Regions from separate parts of the Mus musculus genome. Here region 2 is linked to region 1. A link is a contact called in public HiChIP or PLAC-seq data. All regions are on one chromosome and are shown on one strand. Each heading gives the region's core, a stretch centred on a gene start, on an enhancer-like site or on the middle of the called end of the contact. The rest is flanking DNA. Distances are from core to core; before and after follow the strand shown. Region 1 overlaps Dock4 (dedicator of cytokinesis 4). Region 2 holds the start of Dock4 (dedicator of cytokinesis 4).

What was found. HiChIP or PLAC-seq counts read pairs in DNA pulled down with a chosen protein or histone mark.
Region 2: an H3K4me3 HiChIP or PLAC-seq map of microglia shows a contact between it and region 1, with 6 times the contacts expected there. The contact joins the promoter of Dock4 here to the enhancer-like site in region 1. A contact is called at or near these places in 5 of 39 promoter capture datasets (the C10 cell line, the HPC-7 cell line, cranial neural crest and 2 more), 6 of 484 Hi-C or Micro-C datasets (the C10 cell line, bone marrow-derived macrophages, cerebellar granule neurons and 3 more) and 12 of 115 datasets of contacts at active chromatin or transcription factors (bone marrow-derived macrophages, embryonic forebrain, embryonic hindbrain and 5 more).

The regions. Positions count from the first base shown.
Region 1 is chr12:40,653,989-40,661,224 of GRCm38.p6, reverse strand. All of the region lies in intron 8 of Dock4 (dedicator of cytokinesis 4), which reads right to left. Among named protein-coding and RNA genes, the nearest start is that of Dock4, 210 kb to the right of the region's middle. Within about 2 kb of position 4,799, at least 16 of the 459 cell types and tissues checked have an H3K27ac peak or open chromatin away from gene starts, as enhancers often do. A contact at or near this core is called in microglia, where this site is marked.
Region 2 is chr12:40,442,832-40,450,067 of GRCm38.p6, reverse strand. It overlaps Dock4 (dedicator of cytokinesis 4), which reads right to left and starts at 4,015. Exons shown (of 53, transcript NM_172803.2): 1 at 3,674-4,015. The coding sequence starts at 3,710. It overlaps Zfp277 (zinc finger protein 277), which reads left to right and starts at 4,278. Exons shown (of 12, transcript NM_178845.3): 1 at 4,278-4,402. The coding sequence starts at 4,309. It overlaps Gm40406 (a long non-coding RNA gene), which reads left to right and starts at 4,409. Exons shown (of 2, transcript XR_872699.3): 1 at 4,409-7,236.

The DNA of each region.
Region 1 (7,236 bases), core at 3,550-6,049:
TACAAATAATGATGGTGGTGATGATGATGATGGTGGTGGTGGTGGTGGTGGTGGTGGTAGTTGTTGTGGCTGCTTTATATATAGCAATGACTCTAATTACAAAATCCCCAATTTCCTACTTGGGTAAATTCTTAGAAAGATAAATGCTATATAATTAAATGACCTAGGAAGTATGTATCATGGATACTCTGAAAAGGATTTCAACATCATAACAACACCAGAATTGTCAAGTGGTATTTTGTGAGATTTAAGTAGTGCAAAGAAGCAATCACCAGACTAAAGAGATGCCCTATACAATAGAAAAAAAAGTCTTTGTCAACAATACATCTAACAGGGGACTGAGATCTAGAGTACAGAATGAGCTATATACCCCTAAATTACACAATAATATGTGGGCTAACAAACTGAACAGAGATTTTCTCAAATTTAATTTTCTTCAACACCTTTCGCCATTGGCGAAGTATACTAAAATTGCTTTATGATTCTATCTCATACCAGTCAGAAGAGCCCACCAAGGAAGAAATGACAACCAGTGTTAGCAAGGATGCAGGGAAAGAAGAACGCAGATACACTGGTGGGGACAATGTAAAGGGATAAAGCCACTGTGGGAATCAGTATCAAGGTTTTCAAAACATTAAAAATGTTAACTACCATGATCTAGCCATACCACTACCAGACTTTAAGTTAGAGAAAATTGCACATCCATGTTTATTCCTGTACTCTCACAATAGTAAACACACAGAACCAGTCTCCATGTGCACAAACAGATGAATTGGTAGATTGCTACATTAATAAAGTAACAGAGACTCAGAGATGAATACCACATGTTTATCTCATTTGCAGAAATAAAATGCAACAGGGGACAGAAATGTGTCCAAGTATGTGCATGCCTCTCTCTATGTAATTCAGGAAACAAAAATCTATAAACTAAGAGAAGAGGGAAGGACAATATGGAATCTGTGTGAAATGGAAGCAGCAGAGGGTACGACTTGAGGAGACACGTGGGGCCAGCAAGAAACAGACAGGGGATGGGGAGGTAATGACGGTGTTGTAGGGTAAGATGACTTTTAAAAAGTATAACCTTGCCTGTATAGAAATGCCATCACCAGACCTATATAGAATTCTGACTAAGAATGAATGTGGTGAGGGAGGAGAGCACACGCTTTAGTCTTTCTCCAGAGAACGTGTTAGAAGATGGATAGGAAAACAAGCTTCTTCTGAGCAGAGGATGCAGAAGTCTCGGAGGATGCAGAAGTAGCCATGGGTAGGAGCAGGACCAACAAGAGCAGGGTCAGGAAGCAGGGTGATGTGCATGAGGGAGGAGTGTCGTAAGCTAATTGTTCTTGGAGTTCACAGAATTGGATCACTGCCAACACTGTATCCTGGACACTCTGCGAGGAAGAGATCAGTCCGATCTACACATGGAAGTTATTTTGACTTTGTGAAATACTATTTCTTTGTGAGGAGACCATTTTTAATAAGGATTGGGAAACACAAGTAAACCAAAGCTCTCTATAGACTTTGGGGTGAAGTAGGCATTTTAAAACAAACGAAAAATAAAGGTTAAGAAGATGTTAACGCAAGTTGTTTCTTGGGTATTCTAGGTTCCTGGGCTAATATCCACTTATCAGTGAGTGTGTATCAAGTGACTTTTTTTGTGATTGGGTTACCTCACTCAGGATGATATCCTCCAGATCCATCCATTTTCCCAAGAATTTCATAAATTCATTGTTTTTAATAGCTGAGTAGTACTCCTGTGTAAATGTACCACATTTTCTGTATCCATTCCTCTATTGAGGGACATCTGGGTTCTTTCCAGCTTCTGGCTATTATAAATAAGGCTGCTATGAACATAGTGGAGCATGTGTCCTTATTACTAGTTGGAACACCTTCTGGATATATGCCCAGGAGAGGTATTGCTGGATCTTCTGGTAGTACTATGTCCAATTTTCTGAGGAACAGCCAGACTGATTTCCCGAGTAGTTGTACAAGCTTGCAATCCCACCAGCAATGGAAGAGTGTTCCTCTTTCTCCACATCCTCCCCAGCATCTGCTGTCACCTGGATTTTTGATCTTAGCCATTCTGACTGGTGTGAGGTAGAATCTCAGGGTTGTTTTGATTTGCATTTCTCTGATGATTAAGGACGTTGAACATTTTCGGTATTCCTCAGTTGAGAATTTTAATTTGCAAAACACAAGAAAATCAAGAATAAGGAAGACCAACATGTGGATACTTCATTGCTCCTTAGAATAAAGAACAAAATACCCATGGAAGGAGTTACAGAGACAAAGTCTGGAGCTAAGATGAAAGGATGGACCATCCAGAGACTACCCCACTAGGGATCCATCCCATAATCAGCCACCAAACACAGACACTATTGCATATGCCAGAAAAATTTTGCTGAAAGGACCCTGATATAGCTGTCTCATGTGAGGCTATGCCAGTGCCTGGCAAACACATAAGTGGATGCTCACAGTCATCTATTGGATGGAACACAGGGCCCCCAGTGGAGGAGCTAGAGAAAGTACCCAAGAGCTGAAGGGATCTGCAACCCTATAGGAGGAACAGCAATATGAACTAACCAGTACCCCCCCAGAGCTCGTGTCTCTAGCTGCATATGTAGCAGAAGATGGCCTAGTCGGCCATCACTGGAAAGAGAGGCCCCTTGGTATTGCAAACTTTATATGCCTGGAACACCAGGGCCAAGAAGTGGGAGTGGGTGGGTAGGGGAGCAGGGTGGGGGGAGGGTATAGGGGACTTTCAGGATAGCATTTGAAATGTAAATGAAGAAAATACCTAATTAAAAATTGGGAAAAAAGAAGATGTAAATGAAAATAGAATGATTAATTTAAAAAAAAAATCTATGTAATTTACACCCTTAGTATCAATAACTAAATCTTTATTTCTTTTTTTTTTCTCAAAAGAATGTTCTGAGGTTTTTTTCTTTGTGGGTTCATATTTTAATTTTTTGTTGTGGCACTTGGCTATAATCCAGTACCCTGGAAGCAGAGGCAGGAAGATCTCTAGAAGTTCAAGGCCAGCCTGGTGTACATACCAAGTTCCAGGCTAACTAGGACTACATAGTGAGACAACTCAAAAAAACGAATGAACCAACAAAATGCATACTGACTGCCATACCCTTATAGACCATACTATATAAAGGCGTAACTTAGAAACTATCCTTATTTTTCTCAACATTTTGAACCTAAGTAGAATACAAGGCTTGGGAAGATGTGGTTTTCTTTATGCCTTCTTGAGATGAGCACTTAGCCTTAGGTGGGGCTTGTTTGCTGGCTAAATGTATGAATGAGCAGACGTCAGTAACTGCACAGTAGTGGTGTGAAACGCCAGAGCCAAACTGCCATAAAGTAGACCCTCCCTGCTTAACTTAAGATCCAAGAGGTCCAACTGCTTAGGGGGTAACACCAGGCCTTTATCTGATGACTCCTATGTACTTTTATTTTCAGCATGACAGTGTTTGCAAATGGTGGCTCCCTGGAGACAGGGCTGAGAGCACAAGGTAACATGAAACAGCTCTTAGTGATGATGCACTCAGCACCCTGGCTCTCTCTTATTAAGAGCACATCCCCACCCCACTCCTGGAGGGGAAGGATGATAGCAAAGATTAAGGGACTAATGGCAGGATCTTTTAATGCTTTGCCTCAACAGGAAAGCAAAACTTAAAAGCTTCCTTTAAATGCATCACCACACACACACACACACACACACACACACACACACCCGGTATCAAGTATTCTGCAAGGTGCTGAGAAACTGAAGGGGAAGAGAGAGTAGAGGCACACCACTGGTCATCCCTTTGTGGATGCCAAATCCTTCTGCAACTGTAAATGGCACTGAATAAAGTCTTTGTGAAGTGCTTACTATGCGTGACAGAGGCTTATCCCATTCAGACTCCAGGAAAACTAAATTATTCTGAATGCCCTACAGGCGGCAACCTGGGTGTTCATGAAGAAAGACAGAGAAGACCATGATACTAGTGAGGGGAGGAGACTCACTAACCTGCCCCTGACTTAAAAGGCAGGATCGGGGAGACGAGGGCTTTCTGCTCACCTTGTACAAATAAAAATACTCCTCTACTTAAGAGCGTCAAGCTGTCTGCATAAGTGCAAGGCAAAAGAGAAGCCTACTCAAGTTCATGCACTCTGTGAGCTTCCGGTTTTCTGCAACTCTAGTTTTTCTAGTCATCTACTAAAGTTAAATAATTGGCATTATATTCTTATCATACAATGCTATAAAAAAGCTGAGTGGTTCCATGATACACAGTGTGTTCTAGATTTGGATAAAGCCTTTCCTTGCTCAGTTCTTTGTATTTGTATCCCCCTCCTGCCCCACCTCTGTTCCAGCAGCTTCCTTAGAGTCACTACCATTAAAGGCAACCAGTATGTGTGGGCCATTTTTTTTTTTTTATGTATAACACAAGAGTGAATGAGGGATAAACCACAGATGTGATTAATTCGGAGGTGACAACAACACCAATTCCCATGCACCTGCTGGAACAATCAGATGATGGAGAGGAGGGAGGTGGGAAGCAGTTGTGCTTGTCAACACAGGGCCCCGGGGAAGGTCTCTATGGGTCACTGCTGGACAGACACCCACAGTGAATCTGTGCCAACATGTCTAGACACAGCAGGAAATGCTCTGGGCCCGATAGAACGGCTGCCACTGTGCTGCCACAATTCAAGGAGGGGTTCTGAATGCCTCCTCTACCTATTTTAACTCTGTGCACTGCGTCCCTTGCTAGTCTGGCTGGGCCATTTTCCTTACACTGCTTTTCTTTGCTTTGGAAAGCTTACAAGTTTTAGTGAGCATTGTAATATGAAATTACAAAAACAGACCCAGGCCTACAATATGTCACAGTCAAAACAGTAAGTATTCCTAAATTATGTAAAAATGTAGATGGTGAACTTGTATGATCAGGCCATGGTAAGCTTCAAGTAATGCATCAAACAAGACATGTAGCACAGACAAGGGGAACTAAACCTGTAAAGGCTCTATTAACCTTGCTATGTAGTACTATACGCAGATAAAAGTAGTACCACTTTCTCTAAGCTCTTATATAATAATGTCTGCCGCTGAACAGGGTTACTGGAAGCTATGAAAGCAATTTCATAAGACTCTCCTCATCTGGAGACAGGATTTCCAACTTCCTTATTCCTGTTCCCACTGTGGTGTTTCAGGTTGTAATCCCCCTTCAGGCTTCTGGTTCCCATTTTTTGTGTACTCCTGGCTAACATAATATGCACTGCATATTACCTTTTTGCTAGAGGGTCTCTCTAAACTTTAAGTAACTGCAGTATCATAACTAAAACATCACCAATTTCTTGGAATGTGTGATTTCTATAAGAATACAAAGGTAGCCACCACGTACATCTAGTTAGGGTGATGTATACTTCCTCTTTGGGTTCAAAAATCCTCCTCCTCATAGCCAGGACGCACCAATAAACTCCTGGGTCCTGGGCAACATCCTATGCATTTAACATTCAAGAAATCCCTCCAGAAAGCACTGTTATCTTCATTAATTCCTACCAGTTAACAGCTGTAAGAGATGCGCAGTTAAGTGCCCAGGCTGATGTAGCAAAGTCAGAATTTCTACCCAGATTTCCTAACCACAGAGTGTGGCCACTTAGCCACAATGAAAGGGTGTACAAGACACAGGTGATGTGTGTCTCTCCCAGACAGAGAGAAAGTCATAGCCATTTTACAGTTAAAGGATCTGGATTTTTAAAATGCCTGTGCTTTATCTACTGCATTCAGTTCTCTCGCTCCCTTAAATGACAGAATTGGACTTAATAAGGCATAATTGTAGGCAAAAGAAAGCTTCTATAGAACCCTTTCAAGAAAAATGGGTTTAACCGCATGATAGTAGAAAAAGAAAATCTAACTTCAGAAAAGTATTCGAAAAAGGACTCATTAGAAAGTAAACTTTGCCAGGCGTGGTGGCGCACACCTTTAATCCCAGCACTCAGGAGGCAGAGACAGGCGTATTTCCGAGTTCGAGGCCTGCCTGGTCTACAAAGTGAGTTCCAGGACAGCCAAGGCTATACAGAGAAACCCTGTCTCGAAACACCAAAAAAAAAAAAAAAAAAGAAAAAAGAAAAGAAAGAAAGTAAACTTCATCATTGCAATTACTAGAATTAAGCACACCCTGCTGCTAATTTCTCACTTAGAAGCCCAAGCCAGCGGCTGATGTGTACGAGCAACTTTGCTGTAGCCAGTGACCAACAGGTGGTACTCAGGCCAAGTTCTCTGCTGAGTCAAAAGTAAAGGAATGAATTAGTCCCAAGTCAAAATGACAGTGTTAATTAATAAGGACTTAGAATGTGCCAGTAAACAAAGGAACGAAAGTTACACAACAACCATGACACCAAGGCTCACAATCAAACATATAACAGAGTCTCTCACTGAAGCTGACTACTTGAGGCCAACTGGCTGGCTGGCTAGAGAGCGAAGTTCACTGGACAGGATTTTTAATACTCTGATGCAGATGAAGCACCATGGATGAAGGGAAGATAAGCATTAATGTACAGCTGCACAGCCTATGTGAAGCACCACACTATGGTTCTTTGTATCCCACGTGGTGCAAGAGCCACTCCTTAAATGTCAGCTAAAGGCGACCCAGTAGCATAGACTGCCAGTTCCCTTTCTCTGGAAAATTACAATTCATAGGCCCATCCTAAGGCTCAAACAGCTCACAACCACACCCTCAGCTCTTCCTTTCTCATGGCTAATCTCCCATTTGCAAACTCAAGTCTTATTTCCTGAAGCTCCACTCCTAAGGGGCCTGGGGCCATCAGTGATTTCCCCTCCCTTTCCCCTTCCTCATTAGATCCTTCCTGTACAATCTTCAAAGCTCAAGTTTCTATCATTCTAGATCTTAAAAGAATGAGCCCTATATAGATCCCCTTAACATTTAATGGTGAACATAAAATGACTAGGGAAGAACATAGCACATTATAGACATTACAGATAAGGAATATAGAGTAGGGATAGGAAATATTGATTCCTATACAGCCTACCCTGTACAACCTTCACTTGACTTTGGGCAAGGTCTCTAGGTTGCATCATCTACAAACAAAGGAATATTAGTAATATGTAACACATAGGGTAGCTGTAAGAGCTAAGTCAGGAAATATTTTTCAAAGAACTTAGAATAGTGTTTGACATATAAAAAGCAGTATATAGTGTTTGCTCCATAAATATAATAAAAGATGCAG
Region 2 (7,236 bases), core at 2,766-5,265, 210 kb after region 1:
TTCTTTCTTTCTTTCTTTCTCTCTCTCTTTCTTCCTTCCTTTCTTTCTTTCGTTGTCTTTTGTGATGTTTTGTTTTGTAGCCCATATTCTCTGGCTAAGCTTAACCAGGCTCACACAGATAAAACATCTACCTAGGCTTAAGAAGCCTGAGGCTCCGCAGCTCTACTGCCTCTACTGCCTCTCCTGAGGTTGCTGTGCATACACAGTGAAGACAAAAGCAAACGTAGTGGCTTTAACTTTCTTTCTTACTAATGCCTACCACTGTATGAAGCACAAAAGCAGAGGAGGCTATGCAAAAGGCACACAGAGGTCTGAAGGGCATTAATAAGTGGGCGATTAATTAATAAGTGGGAGTCACTGCGCATGGAACTCATCCCAGAGAAACAGAATCAGACTGAGAAAGAGCAGAAACACCTGGATTCGGGCAGCCTTCCACAGAGCATTCGCTAACTTCTGGTTTTACTTTAAAACCATGTGGGACGCGTCATAACAAAAGCATCCACCTCTTGATGCTCTAAAGCACTTGATACCTCTTGATTAAGTTTTGTAACAAAGGACACATTTGGTTGCAAGAACTCTCCAGAATTAGTAAAGACACTGGGTAGCACTTACCCCAGAGATCAGGGCTCAGAAGGGTTAGATTACTTACTTCCGGTAACACAGTGGACAGCAGTGTGTAGATGAGAGCAGGAGCTCATTTGTTTTACCTAAGACAAATGTGCCTATCATCATACCCTAGCTCTTATGCTGGACCACTGAACCATAGCCTCATCCTTGACCTTTCCCCCTCCCCTGGGCAATCCTGGGTATTGAGTCTATGGCCTCTTACTTGCTAGGGAAGTGCTGCCACTAAGTTTCTTTCCATTTATGTATATATGCATGCACGTATGTATGTATTTATACTAGGTCTTGCTGACTTGATCACGCTAGCCTATAGTTGATGCTGTAGCCCAAGCAAGGCTTAAACTTGTACCTTTGTTTTCTGAGTCTCCTAAGTAGCTGAGGTTATAAGCAAGTCTATGCCACCAAGTTCAGCTACTAATATATATATATTTTAAAGGAAAGGTTTCTTATCCCTCAGCAGTAAAGCTTTACTAGTGTACTTCCTGAAAATCAGAGACAAAGTGTAGATTGTTTTATGCTCACTCATCAATTCATCATTAAAAAGAATTCCTATGTACCAGACTTGAGTATATATTAATATATCTATCTTTCAAGTACAAAATTTACAAGGATAAAATTTTAGTAATTTTATCCACTATATTACTTTATATATAATCATGTTATACATCTATTTGTATGAAAGGCCATACTTAAGAGGCATCATTACAAAAACACACACTATATACTGAAACTTTGTGTATTGTAAGTTACATATTTTTTGCAAAGAACAAGGAAATTGACTTCTATACCCGCTATGAGCCAAGCATAACATATATTCTCTGTAATAATAGGAAACCATAACTCAGATCTGAATTTTTTTTAAAGACTTTTCAATCTAAGCAGCTCCGAATACTGCTCACCATGGTGAGAAATGAAAGTCCACGGGTAAGTATCCTAGCAAAATTTTCATCACACACCCGCCTAACAGATGGGTTCTCAAAAACAACCAAGCATTCCGCAAGCCAAATGCTCAAAACTTAGTAATAAACAATGATTAACATTCTTGAGTATGTGATACTGCAGAAATGAGAACCTCAGCAACAATTTGGGGATGGGGGGGGGCAGAAGCTCGCTTTGTGCTCTCACCTCTCATCTCACCTCCCACCTCCCTTTCCCAAACAGGCACACCCTCTCACCTCCCTACCGGGCTCAGCATCCCAAGCCTTGGTGTTGGCTGCAAGCTCAAAACACTTGACTGATCATATCCGGTTGCCATTCCAGGAAATCCCAGAGTGGTTTTTAAGCCTCTGCCCACAGCTTGTAAAGAAAGGCGAGAGAAAAACTAATCGATATCAGCACCCAGCTGTGACCTGGCACGGAAGGAAATCTGGAAAAATAAATGTCATCCATAACCTGTATCATTTAACACTTGCAAGAACACAACCACTGGGATTGACTCTAAGGTGGACAGTGTTGCCGGGGTGGATCTGAGATTCCTGCACCAGGTGTCAAGACTGGTGCCCTCTGGTTCCTCAGCCCTCAGACAAGGAAATGCCTTTTCCCTTGCAAGGGTTATCTGATCCCCCCCCCCCCCAAAAAAAAGAGGAGGGAACAGAGAGGAAAACAACCTCTATCTACACCACTCTGGGAGAGCCCTTTGGCAAGAGAAGCTGGAAACCTTTCGCAAAGGTGGGCACACGACAAACTATTGTCTTGCTAACCAGTCACAGCCCAGAAAGGAAGCTCATGGAAAACATGACTGTTGAATCAGAGAGTCCCTTCAGTAGATAAAGTCCGATCCCTAGGCAAAGTAGGGGAGGTAAAATCTGCAGTGATTAGGGTTCCCCTGAAAGGTTTTACAGATTTTTTTTTAATTACAGGAGAATGAAGTCAGAGCATAAATACGTCTCTGTATCATATAAATTACTAGGTCCGTCCACAATAAAAACAAGAACGCCAATCGGCAGAACGGGGCATTATAGGAAATGAAGATTGTCAGTAAAATCTATAATGCTTTCTTTCTGTTAGACCTTCTGGGAGGTTATAATTGCATTTGGCCAATTCGGGCTTGTCAGTGAGCCTGGCTTCTTAATAGTCTCAACCCTAAAAGGAGTGACTGTCAAAGGGGGAGGGGGGTACCCAGCTGAAATCAAACAACAAAAACGGGAACTGTAATCCTACCGACAAGGGAGGAGGGAAGGGAAGGGAGCCTCCTGTATTCATCAGTCAACATTAATGGTCTTTGTTGTTCACCTTTGCACAGAACAGTGAATGCTATCCTGTTCCTTTTTCTCTCAAATCAGTGCCAGGGTAGTCCTCTCCTAAAGCTGCCTGCCAGCCTCTAAGAGCCAGGCTTTCTGACCCTCCTCTCCCTCGTCACTTTCCAGCCGGCCTCTATGACCCCCACTGCGCTCATTCCCTGGTAGAGAAGGTGGCCAGAAGTAAAAACCCTGCCAAAATCTCGGTTCCCCTCCAAGGACCAAAGAGCGCAGGAGCACAGATGTTGAAATTTACCAACCCCCCTGCTCGCAACACACACCCCAAACACCCGGGAGGCGAGGGAGGAAGGAGGCTACGTCCCGACTCCGTCTGTCACAGGGGCTACACTCTGCACTCTGGGAATGCCGACCCCAGCCGCAGGGACTTCGCGCCTCCCTACTGTTTGGGAGTATTCTAGCAGCCGGTTCCTGGTCTCCCTCATCACCCCGGGAAATCTTAGCAGCCCACTGCCAGCTCTCTGCCGCTGTGGGCCAGCAGGGGTAGAAGGGAGAGAAACCCTGTTGGCTTCCCCTTCCAACTTGACACGCAACACGCCCCGCGGCCGCTCCAAACTCCGCCAGCCAGCAGAGACCGGAGCGGCAGTCCGGACGTTCTGGGATCGGGTTCGAGGAGCGCCGAGTGCACGGTGAGGAGCGAGCCCCCCAGTGCTCGCCCCTCAGCCGGAGGCCGGTGCGGCCAAGCCCGGGACCCGCTGTGCAATGCCAAGACCTGGCATTTGCAGCCTGGAGCGGAGCGAGCTGCGTGGGGGCAAGGACCAGAGCGTGGTAAAAGTTCGCCCGCGAGCACTCACCCACGCCGTATTTCTCGTGCTCCGTAGGTATCCACATGGCTATGAAGGGCGTTGAGGGGCTCCGGGCTGTGCAATCCCCGCGCCCCTCCAGTGGCTCACAACAATGCACCGCTCCCGAAGAGCAGCTGTGTCGCTGGAGCACAGCGGATCGCGCGGGCTGCGGCGCTGGGCAGGGTCTGCTCCCGGGGCTCCGGAGCCGGCACTGACACTACACCGCCGAGGCGGAGCCGCCCGCCGCTCTGCCGGCCGCGGCTGCTCACAGCCCTGCGACGCGCTCCCGGGGACCCGGCGGCGCAGTCATTGTTCTGATTCACTGAACTAAGCGAACACGCCGGGGCACTCGCGGGCGCACCCCCGCCCGTCAGCGCCCGTCCAGCGCTGCCTACCCACTGCCTCGCGGCATGCTGGAAGTTGTAGTTCTTACGCTCCCGGCTCCGGAAGGAGGCGGGACTACAGCGGTTGGGGGCGGGGCACCTAGTTAGGCTCGCCACAATCGATTGGTCCAAAATGTGACGGCACAGCATAGGCGTGTAGGAACTCCCTCAGTGAGGCGGCATGCGACCCCAGGCGCGTTTTTATTGGTGTATCACCGCTCCGCCCCGCCTACGGCCCGCCCCTTTCTACTGTGCCAGGTAATGGCTGCTAGTGAGGTCCAGGGGCTTCCTGTGGACCCCCGGGAGGCTGGGGTCCGCGGGGTCCGCGGCGGAATCGGACACACAGATCATGAAGGTGAGTGTGCTGTCCCTTAGGCGCGGGTGATCTGTCTTCCTTCTTCTGTGCCCGAGGTGCAGCTGGCAGCCGCTCAAACCTTTGAAGCTGGTCGGCTGGGAGACCACCTTGGTGCCAGGGAAAAAGCCGCGGGCGGGACCCAGAGATATGGGTTGGGCAGACGGAGGTTGCCAGGCTGAAGCTGTTTTGGGGTGGGAGCAGAAAATGTGAAGAGCTGCCTTCCCGGCCTCTGAGAAAGCTCCTTTGCTGTCTTCCGGTTTGGAATTCTGTGCTTTGCACTTGCCGCCAAGTGGGTGTGGGTCAGGTCTGGGTTGCACACGTGTGACTGTAAAGCTGTGATTAGCCGCTATTTCCTGACTTGTAGCCCTCGCTCTCCCCGGTTTGCTGAATTTGGCTCTGGGAAGGTGTTTTATGTAGTTTGGGACCGGTTTCCAAGTTGGAGACTAGTCACGTCACGGCTCTCTAATACTTATTTGCTGGTTGCAGGTTGTAGTCCTCTTCAAAAGGAAAGGATGTGTGTGTCTCAGGTATCATTTGGCCCTGTAGCCTGGGAGATGTTACATTCTAAGAGAAAGAGAAAAGAGAATTAAATTCACTCCAGCCCTCACAGAATATTTAAAATAGGGTTTTAAAATTCATCACAGCTACTTTGTATCAACCTGACTTTGCTGCTTTCTTCAGTTCCACTGTAGAGACCAAAAGTCAAACTTTCATCATAGACTACCTTTTCTTTTGGTCGCGCTCCACTCCCCACCCATTTTGTTTAAGTGTTAATTTTGGGGGTTAATTTGGGTTCTCAGTCCTTGTTGATGTTTTTTCCATTTAACCTTCACAGCTTTTTATCTCAGTAGCAGGGAAATAAAAGTGCAATTTCTTCCCACTTTCCATGAGTGAGATTCCTATCAATGGGTTTGCCATATATCCCGTACTTATGTTTTTCCAGATCACCAAAATTCCACATTTTAAGATATAAAGTTGGAAGCTTTAATAATTTGGCGGGGGGGGGGGGCGTTGTTTATGGTTTTTGTTTTTGTGGGGGTTTTGGTTGGTTGGTTGGTTAGTTTTGGTTTTTAGAGACAGAGTTTCTCTGTGTAGCTCTGGCTGACCTGAAACTCACTCTAAACCAGGCTGGCCTCGAACTCAGAAACCCGCCTGCCTCTGCCTCCCAAATGCTAGGATTAAAGGCGTGCGCCGCCACTGCCCGGCTTCTTCTCCTCACTGATAACTTTTTCTCACGGGTTAATTTATTTGAAAACTTGAAAATACCTCTAAAGCATAAATAATTACCTTACACTTAGAATTCATTACAAATATTTCAAGCACTTCATTCAGAGGTCTGTAGATTAAAAAAATAATAATAATAGTAACATCCACTACACAGTTCCACTTATAAAGACAAAAGTGATGCATATTTTATAACATAGTCCTTTATAATATGCATTGTATACCCCATTTTAAAATAAGAGGGATGATTCTAGTAAACTCAAAGATCTACAGCTTTCTTCTTCCTATTGTTTATCAAAGATACTTCTATATCAATTTTTTTGTTACATTTGTTAGTGAATACACTCATGTTCCATAGGAAAGATATTCCATACTCTAGCCAGTCCCCTGTTAGTAAATGTATAAAGTAGCTCTGATTTTCAATAGCATTACAGAGAGTGGATTTATATATATGTATAATATATTTGTCATATATTATATACATAATATAGATGGATAGATAGATGTTTGCCCAGTAGAGTATTAAGTTTGTGTGAGTTTTCCATGAATGCCAGTTTTCCCTGTTAAAAGTACTCATGAATATTTCCCAATAATAATCAAGTGTCCTTTACCCACTTAGTATTTTCAAAAAGTATAAGGAAATTATTAATCAAGGACCAGTGTTGAAATATGGTAAGCCTGAATTGGGTGACTAATGAAAACTTAATTTTAGGCTCCAAATTATCTTCCACAAAACCATTGAGCAGCAGTGAATTTTCAGTGGTTGTCACAAAAACAAACCCTCTCCTTACTTCAGAACTGCCCAGTATTATCATTGATTTAGACCAGTGACTGGGGGAGCTTCATGACTGATTCTTATGTCATTAAAATTCTCCTTTAATAATGGATCACTCTATGACTTTATCAGAATTCTTTTCAAATCCTGCAAAATGGGACACATAGTATAGGTGGGAATAATTGCATTAGGAGTAATTTCTTCTTAAGTTATCCAGGATGTCTTTCTCTGTAAAATCACAGACCTCTTTAATTTCTGGAAAACTGCTGCTTTTCAGAGGTTTCTTCCAATTCTAATTAAAATGTCAGTCTGTGTGTTTAATATCCTGAGACAAAAGGGCCTGAGGAGCCATTTAACAGAAATCCTAGCAGTTCTATAAAATCTCTGCTACAAGGAGTCACTAGGTGGAGTGCAGGCATATACAGCTCCCTCGCTGAGACCTCTGCGCTTCCAGGGGTTTCTTTAGTCCGTTCCTCCCCAAGTCCCTATACTGGTTGGTTCACCTCAAAATTATGTTTTGAGAAAAATCAAAAAGTCTATTTTGTTGTCAGTACAGATAAAGAAAGAGATGACACCAAGTGTGCACCTATCTTCCTTGCGTGTTCTCCAGTACACAAGAACCCTGGGGTGCTTAAAAGCCAAGCCTGGCCCCTTGTGCCTGAAACCCTAGCTTTGTGAGCTGGGAACAGAAGGATCCCAGCTGCTCTTTACTCACCTCTATGGCAGAAGCAGTGAGCTTCAGGTTCAGTGACAGCCTGAGGCGAATAGGATGGAGCATGAAAGAGGGGAAAACCAGATGCCCTCCTCTGGCCTTCCCATTCGGGTATGCAAGTGT